Linked DNA regions of Xenopus laevis: all the other regions are linked to region 1. The links are chromatin contacts, called in public Hi-C maps. All regions are on one chromosome and are shown on one strand. The core of a region is the stretch at or near the end of the contact, and the rest is flanking DNA. Distances in the headings are between cores, read along the strand shown.

Region 1 (3,794 bases), core at 978-3,477:
TGACATTTTGCAGTCCTTTAGTAAAAGTTGTAATTTAGACTGTTCACTGCTTCCACAGACTATAGCTGGCAGGTATATTTGTTAGGTGACACCTTTGACTCAACGCTCCTGCTGTCTCCGCCTTCATATTGTATCTTCAGTGTAAATAAATGAGTCCCTGGGGCAGTCTCCTTGCTCTAACTCACCATTCACACGCACCTCCTGCGGCCTGTTCTCCTACCCGCTGGCCCAGTCAGACATGAGTCTCAGACAAGCGCAGGAGTCATGTGTTAGACACGCTCTTTTCTCTGCTGACATGCCATTGGAGGCACACATATTTACATTTTACTTTTAGTGCCGGGAATTGCACGTTGACGCCCATGTGCTTGTAAAGACTCGTGTTATACACGTGGGGTTTGTGCTAAGACCTTTCATATTGGTCACATATGGATCCCTACTATATTCTGTTGCATGACTCTTTAGAAAGCAGTGCAGTATGTATTTGTACTGATTACTGACCATTTTGTTTGTATTTTACTATTATATAAGGGATTGAGGTGCTAATAGGGTTGCCACATTTTCTGAAAAAAATACCAGCCTTCCTATATAATTATTTTTCTTCCTTGTTAATAACTTTTAGATCAAACATCATTTTAACTGGCCAAACGGTTAAAATATCAGCTAGCAACCCTAGGTGCCAACCCTTCAGGTATGTGAACTCTTATCCAGAATGCTCTGCATCTGGGGTTTCTGGATAAGGTTTATTTCCATATTTTAAATCTCTGTACTACTAAAAAAAACATTATATAAACCCAATAGACTTGTTACATTATTAATTATACTGTATCTTAGTTAGGATCAAGTACAAAGTTTTATTACAGAGAATTTAACATTATTTGAGAAAAATGTAGATGACCTTCCTGGATATATATATTTTGAGTATTCTGGATAACAGGTTCACGTATAATGCATCCTATACCTGTATATGCTTGGGCACAAAAAATGTAATTGTTTGCCAAATATGAAAATATAATTTCTATCTAAAGGGACGCTATAGCTAAAGATTAATAATCTCCATAATTTCCATATCCAAAGAATTAAAAATATCACATTTCATTATAAATATATACATTTATATAAATGTATATGTATATATATATTTTATATATAAAATGAAATATGATATTTTTTATTCTTATTCTTATTTTTATTCTGACGCACACACATATATATATTTATATATATAAAAAAAAAAAAAATATATATATATATATATATATATATATTTATATATATATATATATATATATATATATATATATATATATATATATATATATATATATGTGAAAATTACATTACATAATAGTGTTTCAAACTGATGGAACTTTTTTAGGGATCAGATTCTGCATTACCAGCCTTTGCCATAAGGTGTCAGCAGCGGCCAGCGAACCAGGGAGCCTTCTTCACAAAAATCACTATACAAGGACGGTGCTATGGACGGCAAAGCCTAAAGGCAGGTAATATAATATCACTAATAAATGTTCCATGGACAGCAGCATGCAGCAAGCTATAAAACAGCCCACAGATGAAAGAATTACATTCCTACTCACTAATTTCCTTTTTCTTGGTGACACACATATAGAAATAAATCTCGGCTCTGATGGGATTTAACATTCTGGATAAGCAGGTGGCAGGTGGCAAATGGCAGCACCAGGCACAGGGTTTCAGGACGTTCCTTTCAGCAAGGAGGTGTTTTTCACTTGCACAATGAATGAAACGGGAGTATTTCAGCCACAAAATTCTATGGATACAGTTTAATCGCCAGTGTTTGTGGTCTAGTATCCCATAGCAACCATTCAAATGTTTGCTTTTAAACAGCTGTCCAGTAGGTATCTCTTGATCGGCTGCTCCTAGACCTACTGAACTGGCAACTGTTATCACATAACCCCCTATTAATAACTGTGTTTAGCTCACAGGGGCTCCCGTTAGACCCCTTATACTTTAGTCAGGCCCTGTCCAATGCTGCCCACACTCAGAGCAATATTCTCTAAAGAACCTGCAAACTCGCAGGGAGTCATCCAATCCTGCCTGTTACATAGAGCTGTAATGAGTACTCCTATACTGGACGCTGAATGTGCTCCTTCTATCTGGCCCCCGGCCAACTGCAGAGTAAACCTTTTGGCATGACATTGTTATTGTACTCTATCTGGAATGTGTGGGACACTTTATTATCAACCCACTCCATAGGAAACACTGGTCAGCTTTGCCTAGGAGGATTATGTAACAACATGAGCAAAGTTTACCCAGTAACTCATAGCAACCAATCAGCAGTTCACTTTAACTGCTCTAGTGCAGTTAGAATGATAAGGGCAAATTTGTTACTGGTTGCTGGGGGGGGGGGATAAATGTAAACACTAGCATATAATACCCCATTTACACACCTGTCTAGGGTTTGTTTAATTTGATAAAGCTTGTTTGTGCTTTAGAAAGTCTAAACAATGCCATATATCTGCCTTCTCAACTCCACTTTGCTGGAATAGAAAAAAAACATCATTGCTGGAAGAGGGTTCCATGTATCTCTCACCCTTGGTAAAAAGCTGCAATTATGTGACATTTCTTTCCTCCCCTCTCTTACGGTGAGGATATTAGTACATATAGGCATTTCCCAGCATGCCCCTCCCAAGTTATTAAAGTGATACTGTCATATGAAAACATGTTTTTTTTCAAAACACATCAGTTAATAGTGCTGATCCAGCATAATTCTGCTCTGAAATCCATTTCTCAAAAGAGCAAACAGATTTTTTTACATTTAATTTTGAAATCTGATATGGGGCTAGACATATTTTCAGTTTCCCAGTTGCCCCCAGTCATGTGACTTGTGCTCTGATAAACTTCAATCACTCTTTACTGCTGTACTGGAAGTTGGAGTGATATCACCCCCTTCCTTTCCTCCCCAGCAGCCTAACAACAGAACAATGGAAAGGTAACCAGATAACAGTTCCCTAACACAAGCTAACAGCTGCCTGGTAGATCTAAGAACAACACTCAATAGTAAAATCCAGGTCCCACTGCGACACATTCAGTTACATTGAGTAAGAGAAACAACAGCCTCCCAGAAAGCAGTTTCATCCTAAAGTGCTGGCTTTCTGAAAGCACATGACCAGGCAAAATGAAGTGAGATGGCTGCCTACACACCAATGTTATAAAAAAAAAAAACAACAACACACTTGCTGGTTCAGCAATTAAATTTTACATGGTAGAGTGAATTCTTTGCAGTGTAAACAGTCTTATTTAGAAATAAAAACTACACCATAAAAATCATGACAGAATCCCTTCAAGGCTGAATTCAGGGGCTGTTTACACTTGTGATTTTGTACAAAGCTACAGCAGCACCGTAAGATTTAGTGCCAAACATCGGCACTCAGAGCTTGAATGTGTTCTCCCCATAAAACTTTCTGTCCTGTAAATTATTAAGCAAACAGGCTCCAGAAAGAATGGAGAGGGATCAGGGAGGGAGGGAGGGGTGGGGGGTCCTATTTGAGTTTTTTAGGACTGCTTTAGCCATGGTAACCTGTGTATCAAGAGCTACTGGCTTGTCACCAGGGCAACCTCTGCCTGTTTCATTATTCATGAAGCGTTTAGACAAGGCCTCATTGAGAGCTCAGATGGTGCTCAGCCATGCAGGAGATAATAAAGTGCCATTCTACCTACTGATAATGGGCAGCTGCCCAGACACTTGCAGCAGCCTTCCCTCCTCTGCTGGTCGGCAGATTTGGCTTCTTCACTGTCTGTTCCCGTGGTATTTAAATTCA
Region 2 (4,070 bases), core at 468-2,967, 330 kb after region 1:
TTATGGCAGTATTGTGGATCTTGGACTGTGCATGCAATTAAATGCAGCCTCCTGCTCTGTGTCAACATAGTTTTATGGGGCTTGATCCCACTTCTAATTTCTTTCCATTCTGTCTGATCCAATGATCACCTGGAGAGTCTCTTACAGTGAATTATTAACATGATGAGCAGTATAGTTCTCTCAGTGACACAATCTAACTCAGACTAGTCTTGGGTCTCAGAAGGTGACGCATTGGTGTGTTGGTGTGTGTGTTTTTGAAAAAATTGTGTATAGGACTACATATATGCAATGCCTTACGTTACACTGTACTAGGACCCTATATAGTCAATAGATAAGTAAAGACAGAGATAGATAGATTGATAATAGATAATAGATAGACAGACAGATGGATAGATAGATAAAGAGATAGATAGATAGATAGATAGATAGACAGACAGACAGACAGACAGACAGACAGACAGACAGACAGACAGACAGACAGATAGATAGATAGATAGATAGATAGATAGATAGATAGATAGATAGATAGATAGATAATAGAGAGATAGATAGATAGATAGATAGATAGATAGATAGATAGATAGATAGATAGATAGATAGATAGATAGATAGATAGATGATAGATAGATAGATAGATAGATAATAGAGAGAGAGAGAGATAGATAGATAGATAGATAGATAGATAGATAGATAGATAGATAGATAGATAGATAGATAGATAGATAATAGAGACAGACAGTCAAAGATAAATTGATTGATATATAGATAGACAGACAGATGGATAGATAAATAGATAATAGATAGAAAGATAGATAGATACATAGATAATAGATAGATAGATAGATAGATAGATAGATAGATAGATAGATAGATAGATAGATAGATAGATAGATAATATAGACAGACAGTCAAAGATAAATAGATTGATATATAGATAGACAGACAGATGGATAGATAAATAGATAATAGATAGAAAGATAGATAGATAGATAGATAGATAGATAGATAGATAGATAGATAGATAGATAGATAATAGATAGAGAGAGAGACAGACAGACAGACAGACAGACAGACAGACAGACAGACAGATAGATAGATAGATAGATAGATAGATAGATAGATAGATAGATAGATAGATATAGATGAGATAGATAATGATAGATAGATAGATGATAGATAGATAGATAGATAGATAGATAGATAGATAGATGATAGATAGATAATAATAGACACTCAGATACAAATAATCTGTATTGCTATAAAGTGAAACAAACCTATATGGGGTCTTAGATTACAAAATAGAGTCACATGCCCATAGTTCAGCATATGATAAGGTGCCAGTCGGTGATAAATACAAAGAGAAAAACAGAGAAATAGTTATTAAAAGTGAACAACTTCCTTTTACAAAAGTATGTGTTTATGTGTGTGTATGGTTTATGTATATATATGGTTATACACTGGCATGCCTTTCTTGCGTATCCCTTGAATTGACAAAAAAAAAAAAGAATTTGGCGCAGAGTCAGTTAGAAATTCCTGAGCGTGCGTCAGAGCGGCAAATCTTCGCCTTGCGATAGTTGTGTCTGTCCCTCCTCATGTTGTGAGCTCATAGAATAAACAGTAGCTCGTTTCCTACCGCTCGGCCTGTGATTGGCTGGGGGAGGCTCCCTGGGATGTGCCGTGCGCTTTATATGCGAGGAGAGAGCGCTATCCCGGGATCAGAACGCACAGTGAGTGGATAAACGCACCCAAGGGCTCCCACTTCCATTCTCATTAACCAGTGGCAGCAGCAGGAGCCGGACCCGACAGAGCTCAACAGAAGAGCAGACAGAGAGAAGGACAAGTGTAAGAGGATTTGCTTTCTTCCCATTGCTGCTTCTCTTGTATGGACTAACTCATCCAATGCCAAAATATCATAAGGTTGCGTCCAGCCAGTACCAGTGGATCATGCATTGCATTATTTTAATTGCTTATCTAATTCATTAGTGCATGTGCTGTTTTCATCATGGGGCATGTGTGATTCTTAGTGCATGATCATGCTTTACCTGTATGGCTGGGAAATTGTTGGATTTAAACTTTTTTTTCTGCAAAGTTTATTTTTATAATGAGGTTATAGGATTCATTATCCAGATTGCCTTAGTATATGACAGTAAGTAAGATATTAGAAAGGCATCCCCATGGCACGACTGTGTGTGTGTTAAATAGACTGGCTTATGTTAGTCGCTGATAACAAGCAAGGTGTTTGGATTTGCTTTGTTTTTCCTTGAAACGCTGTTGATCATTTTCCAGAATTCTGTTGGAAGAGCCAAGAATTCACCTTCCATAGTCTGCATAGGTTATACCCTGTGATGAGCTTGTCTTTCTATTTAATTGCACATTGAGAATTGAGAGATGTGGTTGAGTGAGACCGGATAAAATTGCTTGTCTGCCCCCCAGCTAAAGATCCTTCTCTTTTTCTGTGCCATCCCTGTGGAATGTAAATGAATAGTTATTACAAACCACACCAAGAACTTTATTAAACGTGTCATAAAGGAATGCTCACTATGCTTATTAATGTTATAACGCCGGTGTAATTCTCTGTCTTGCCTTGTTAATGTATAGACGCAATTATAGACAACAAGAGTTGGTTTGTTGGTGTGATTAAGGGTGGAATTCGAGGCCCCTGGCAATTTCAGAAGGCTGGGGTTCAATTTGAAACTTTGACCTGTTATTGAACTATAATTCCCAGCCTTCAGTTGTTGACTGGAATGCAAGAAGCTGTAGATTATCAACTGGGTATAATTAGTATGGTGTACTTACAGACAGCTCTATCATTGTTGCTTTAAATAGATAAGATAATAGATAAGATATGTAGCGCTCACTATAGCATTGAAAAAAGTTAATTGCTATCATGTATGACCAGGGATATGCATTGTATGGAACCCTAGATACCGCTGAACTGCACCACCCTGCTGTTTTGCCTGATGGGAATGTTGAGAGAACTGTTGAGTGGATACTTGGGTTGATAGCAGTGGATATATATTTATAGGGTTCTCCCCTTTTTTCAGAAGTAACTGCATTTCTCCATCATGGGGATGATGAAGGGAATTTTCCTACTGTTGATGTTGGCCATGCCTCAGACACATCAGGCAGCAGGTAAGAAAAGAACAAACTTTTTCAAGTAATGACTGTCCTTCTTCAATATATTTGTGTACTCAGTGAGAAACACAGAGTAAATCTATATTGAAGGTGCTTTGCACATAGAGGTGGGAATAAATATTGGTGCCATGCATGTGGGTACTGATTGTCCTTTTTATCTAAGTAGCACTGAAACATTCATATTTGTATTACTTATACACATGTACTGAGTAAATCAGACTTCATGTCACTGTTTGGCAATGATTATTGTTTGGGAGAACCTCCTGGTTCTCCAGAGTCTTAAAAAAAAACTTACACTGACGGCACGTAAAGGTAAATTTGTATCAAACATAGACATTCTGTTTCTATTTCAGAATCTGGGAATGATGATAACAGTGTATTTGATCTGTTTGAGTTAACGGGATACAACCGCAAGGCTGGCTCTCGTAAGCCTGAAGGACTTCATTTAGTGAAGGGACCTGACCCTTCCAGCCCAGCTTATAGAATTGAAAATGCTGACTTGATCCCACCACTGCCAGAAGATAAATTTCAAGACTTGCTGGATGCAATACGTGCTGATAGAGGGTTCATCCTGTTGGCTACTCTGCGTCAAGCAAAGAAGAGTCGAGGGGCACTTATTTCTGTGGAGAGAAAAGATGGTGGTGGACACATCTTCAGTCTTATCTCCAATGGCCAGGCTGGAACCCTAGACTTAAGTTTAAGCGGAGAAAGGAAGCAGCAGGTGGTGTCTGTAGAAGATGCTGCTCTGGCTGATGGCAAGTGGAAGAACATCACTCTCTTTGTACAAGAAGACCGCGCGCAACTCTATATAGGATGTGACAAGATGGAAAATGCTGAGCTAGATGTGCCAATACAAAAAATTTTCACTGAGAACCTGGCAAGCATTGCTCGTCTTCGAGTAGCAAAGGGAGGAGTAAAGGACAACTTTCAGGTGA
Region 3 (3,996 bases), core at 1,269-3,768, 460 kb after region 1:
TCAGCTGTTGGTGAGATGCCTATATATTACCTTCATTCAGAGGACCGAAAACACAAGTATAGGCTAGGAGCAAATGTTATTTCCACTAGGGGGAGAATGCCTTTTTAGATGCAAAATGTCAATTCTATCTATATATGTGGAGGTGCAATAATGCAAAAGAGGCATGCAATGTGCACATAGTAAGCTATGCCCTCAAAAACCTAATGAGTGACTATGAAAATATTAAATGTATTTACACACTGCTTTTATTAACTATACTAAGTCAGTCTATTAGGGAGCTTAGAGAATTGTAATTTAGCAATACTGGGCACAGCTACCAATACTATATATTCTTTCAGCCCATCCAGATATTATGTTTGTGCTTTTCATAAATCCATTACGACACATTCTCTACAGAACTTACCTTCCATTTCATCCAGCTGTGGGGTTAAGGCCAGGAACTTGCTGGTGTTCATGTTTTCTTCATGGCTCCGTGCAGAAGACTGTATTGTTGCACGCTAAGGAATCCAGGGGGTAAAGCCAAAGAGAACAGAACACACATTAAATATGCTCATATAATGCTTAATTAAACCCTCCTAGGAACCTGGCACATAAAAGGGCCACGTGCGGGACCATAAATCTACACTATTTTCAGGAGACCAGTACAATAATGAATGCATGCTGGGAGGATGTCTTGCCTGACTTATACTTTTTATTTCAGATCACTGCCTCTTGGGAGAATAATTTTGGAATAATTTCCTCATAATCTACTATTTCTTACAATCACAAAGAATGCATGGAACCCTAATTTCCAAACTGGGGCCCTTAATTACAAACAGAACACCAAGCACTACAGCCACATATCTAGAAGTCTTTACACCTCTGAACTTACTAAATAAGCAGGTCCAGGCCCTGGCATTTCAAGTACACAAAGACCTAAACATCCCCTACCAGCCCACTAAATAGTGACTATGGCATCACAGAGCAGCCAGATTGCCAGTCCAGACAATCCTTCAAAAGGAAAAATTGGAAAGGCCCCATCTAGAATATGCCGTACAGTTTTGGTCTCCATCACTCAAACAGGACATTATTGTATTAGAGAGGGTACAGAGAAGGGCAACTAAGATGGTAAAAGGTATTGAAAATCTTAGCTATGAGGAAAGACTAGCCAAATTGGGGATGTTCACACTGGAGAAGAGGCGCTTAAGGGGTGATATGATAACTATGTATAAATATATAAGGGGATCATATAATCATCTCTCTAATGCTTTATTTACCAGGAGGTAAATAAACTGGCACAAGGTCACCCATTCTGATTAGAAGAAAAGAGTTTCCGCCTAAATATTGCGAAGGGTTTTTTTACAGTGAGAGCTGTGAAGATGTGGAATTCTCTCCCTGAATCAGTTGTACAGGCTGATACATTAGATAGCTTTAAGAAGGGGTTGGATGGTGTTTAGCAAGTGAAGGAATACAGGGATATGGGAGATAGCTCATAGTACAAGTTGATCCAGTGACTAGTCTGATTGCCATTTTGGAGTCAGGAAGGATTTTTTTCCCTCTCTGAGGCAAACTGGAGAGGCTTCAGATGGGGGTTTTTTTTTTTTTTTGCCTTCCTCTGGATCAACTAGCACAATGATCCCCAACCAGTAGCTCGTGAGCATCATGTTGCTCTCCAACCCCTTGGATGTTGCTCCCAGTGGCCTCAAAGCAGGAGCTTATTTTTGAATTCCAGGCAAGTTTTTATTGTATAAAAACTAGGTGCACTGCCAAACAGAGCCTCAATGCAGGTTGACAATCCACATAGGGGCTATCAAATGGCCAATCACAGCACTTAATTGACCCCCCAAGAACATTTTTCATGCTAGTGTTGCTCCCCAACTCCTTTTACTTCTGAATGTTGCTCACGGGTTCAAAAGGTTGGGGATCCCTGAACTAGCAGTTAGGCAGGTTAAAATAGAGTTAAAAGCTTTAACTTAATGGACGTGTGTCTTTTTTCAACCTAACTTATATGTTACTAAAGACAGTTGTTATTCGTTTAATGTGAGTAATTAGAGTATTTATTATCCATTTGTTTATTGCGCATGAGACCCACAGTAGACGAGACAGCAATGCTTAGCATGTCAGTAATGCCTGGCAAATTACTGAACATCTGAAATCAGTTAAAGTAATGCTAATAGGAGAGAAGGTGAGCCCACATAACCTTTTAGTTCAGTGAAATGAAGTGACTTGATCAGCAAACATTCTGAACACTCGGATCAGGACTAATTCCTATATGTCAGAGACACTCTTTCAAGTAAGTTTGTTTTTTATTCCACTGTAAATCAGTACTGGATGTGAGAAGTGCTACTATAGCTTCTAAAAAAGCATGGGAGGCACATTTGGACTAGGAGTCAATATAGGCCCTGGCATTAATAGTAAATAGAGACCCAAACAGCCCCCACTCGATAGTGACTTCTTATATCTTACAGCAGCCTCTCTGGCATTTGGCAGAAGCCGCAGATTTCAGGTCTGGGCCTTATGGGAAATAAGAGCAACAGACCAACAGGAGCAGCAAAGTATGGCCCTGTGGGAATCTGTGGGCTTGTTTCATTATAGACTTGACCTTCTTGGGTTCTATACTATGTGAGATAATTACATTTAAGCAAAAAGGGTAAACTCTGATATGATTATTTATCCTGTAGGTAAGGTATCTAGATTCAACAGAATGCCAGTGAGAGAGAGAGGTGCCATGTCAAAAACACACCACAATGGGACATGTATCGGCAGGATTCTCAAAGCTACACATTTTAAGTTATGGCTGAGGGACTTCAGGCCTGGAATAATGTATAACGTATACAATTCATTAGCCAACCTGGAGTTCTTCCCACAGCTTTATGCGGATCTCAAGGCCTTGAGCTTTCACCTCCTTCTCCTTGGCCAGCTTTCTCTGTAAGATGTCATCCAAAGCCTGCATCCTTTTTATGGCTCTTTCCATCTTAGGGTCAATGGCTTTATCATCAGCAATATCTGTTTAAATAAAAAAGGATAAAATGTAAACACAGGGGGAAGGGATGTTAAAGAAAGCAGCACGGTGTTGGCATCTCCTAGGTGTGTATCACTGGTATGGAAACATAGACTTAATTCATTTCTGAGCTGGACTTGTTTGTGTATAGCGGAAAGTCACAGCAGGAGACTGGAACAGAATATTTGAGGCTTTTAATTATTTAATCTCCAAACTAACATTCTAAATACAAACATTAGGTGTATGTCATTGAATGAAATATGACTCTACTGAAAAACATCCCAGGATTAGCAGCAAAAAAGGGGGATATGTATGACAGCAGCAGGGATGCACAGACCACATTTATGGGTCAGCAATGATACAAATAAGCTCTGTCATTTCCCCTGAGTAATACCCAAGAAAGACTACCAACAGATCACTTGTATGAGTGTTTAGCATTTAAAGTATTGTATCTTCACATGTATGACTATTATGGAAATGGCAATACTCAGTTGAGATCCCAGCAGTGAGTAAGTAGCATACCTATGGATCCCCAGTCCTAGATCTCAGGCTTATGAGACCTGTTCCTTGCACAATGTAAGTGTGAGGAAGGGTTACCAAAGAATGTGGTGCAATGTTTGCTGCCCCTATAGTTACGCTACTGCTGGGAATTATAGTTCTGTAATATCTAACTGCTCAGTATCTTGACATAGGCCTAGAGCTTGTTCACATTGTCAAGAACACTTGGAAAAAAACAAAAAAAAACAAAGGCAGTGATCAACATTACCTATGAGCTTTGTGCATCTTCATTTACACAACAGAGCACAGGAAATCCTTTTTGTACTTCACATTTACACACTGGGAATAGCACACTTATTTCAATACACTAGCACAGGTATGTGCCTATTTTCCATATCTTCACCCAATAATGTAGCCCTCATTCTGTCAAAATACATTTATTTGTATTAGGGGGAGAAATCACCTAGTCCTAGTGTATTATGATTGTGCCACAGAATGGATTCGATTTCTGTGCATTT

What was found. Hi-C and Micro-C count contacts between places; a contact is called where the count stands out from the background.
Region 2: a Hi-C map of the XL177 cell line shows a contact between it and region 1, with 5 times the contacts expected there. The contact joins the promoter of thbs1.L here to the enhancer-like site in region 1. A contact is called at or near these places in 2 of 4 Hi-C or Micro-C datasets (the XL177 cell line and the XTC cell line).
Region 3: a Hi-C map of the XTC cell line shows a contact between it and region 1, with 5 times the contacts expected there. The contact joins two enhancer-like sites. A contact is called at or near these places in 2 of 4 Hi-C or Micro-C datasets (the XL177 cell line and the XTC cell line).

The regions. Positions count from the first base shown.
Region 1 is chr8L:112,108,459-112,112,252 of Xenopus_laevis_v10.1, forward strand. No RefSeq gene overlaps it. Among protein-coding and RNA genes, the nearest start is that of LOC121396903, 38 kb to the left of the region's middle. Within about 2 kb of position 2,228, at least 1 of the 7 cell types and tissues checked has an H3K27ac peak or open chromatin away from gene starts, as enhancers often do.
Region 2 is chr8L:112,439,157-112,443,226 of Xenopus_laevis_v10.1, forward strand. thbs1.L (thrombospondin 1 L homeolog) reads left to right here and starts at 1,718. Exons shown (of 10, transcript NM_001086349.1): 1 at 1,718-1,842; 2 at 3,045-3,132; 3 at 3,489-4,066. The coding sequence starts at 3,066.
Region 3 is chr8L:112,564,418-112,568,413 of Xenopus_laevis_v10.1, forward strand. fsip1.L (fibrous sheath-interacting protein 1) reads right to left here. Exons shown (of 11, transcript XM_018231287.2): 5 at 2,831-2,985; 6 at 404-497. Among protein-coding and RNA genes, the nearest start is that of fsip1.L, 17 kb to the right of the region's middle. Within about 2 kb of position 2,519, at least 1 of the 7 cell types and tissues checked has an H3K27ac peak or open chromatin away from gene starts, as enhancers often do.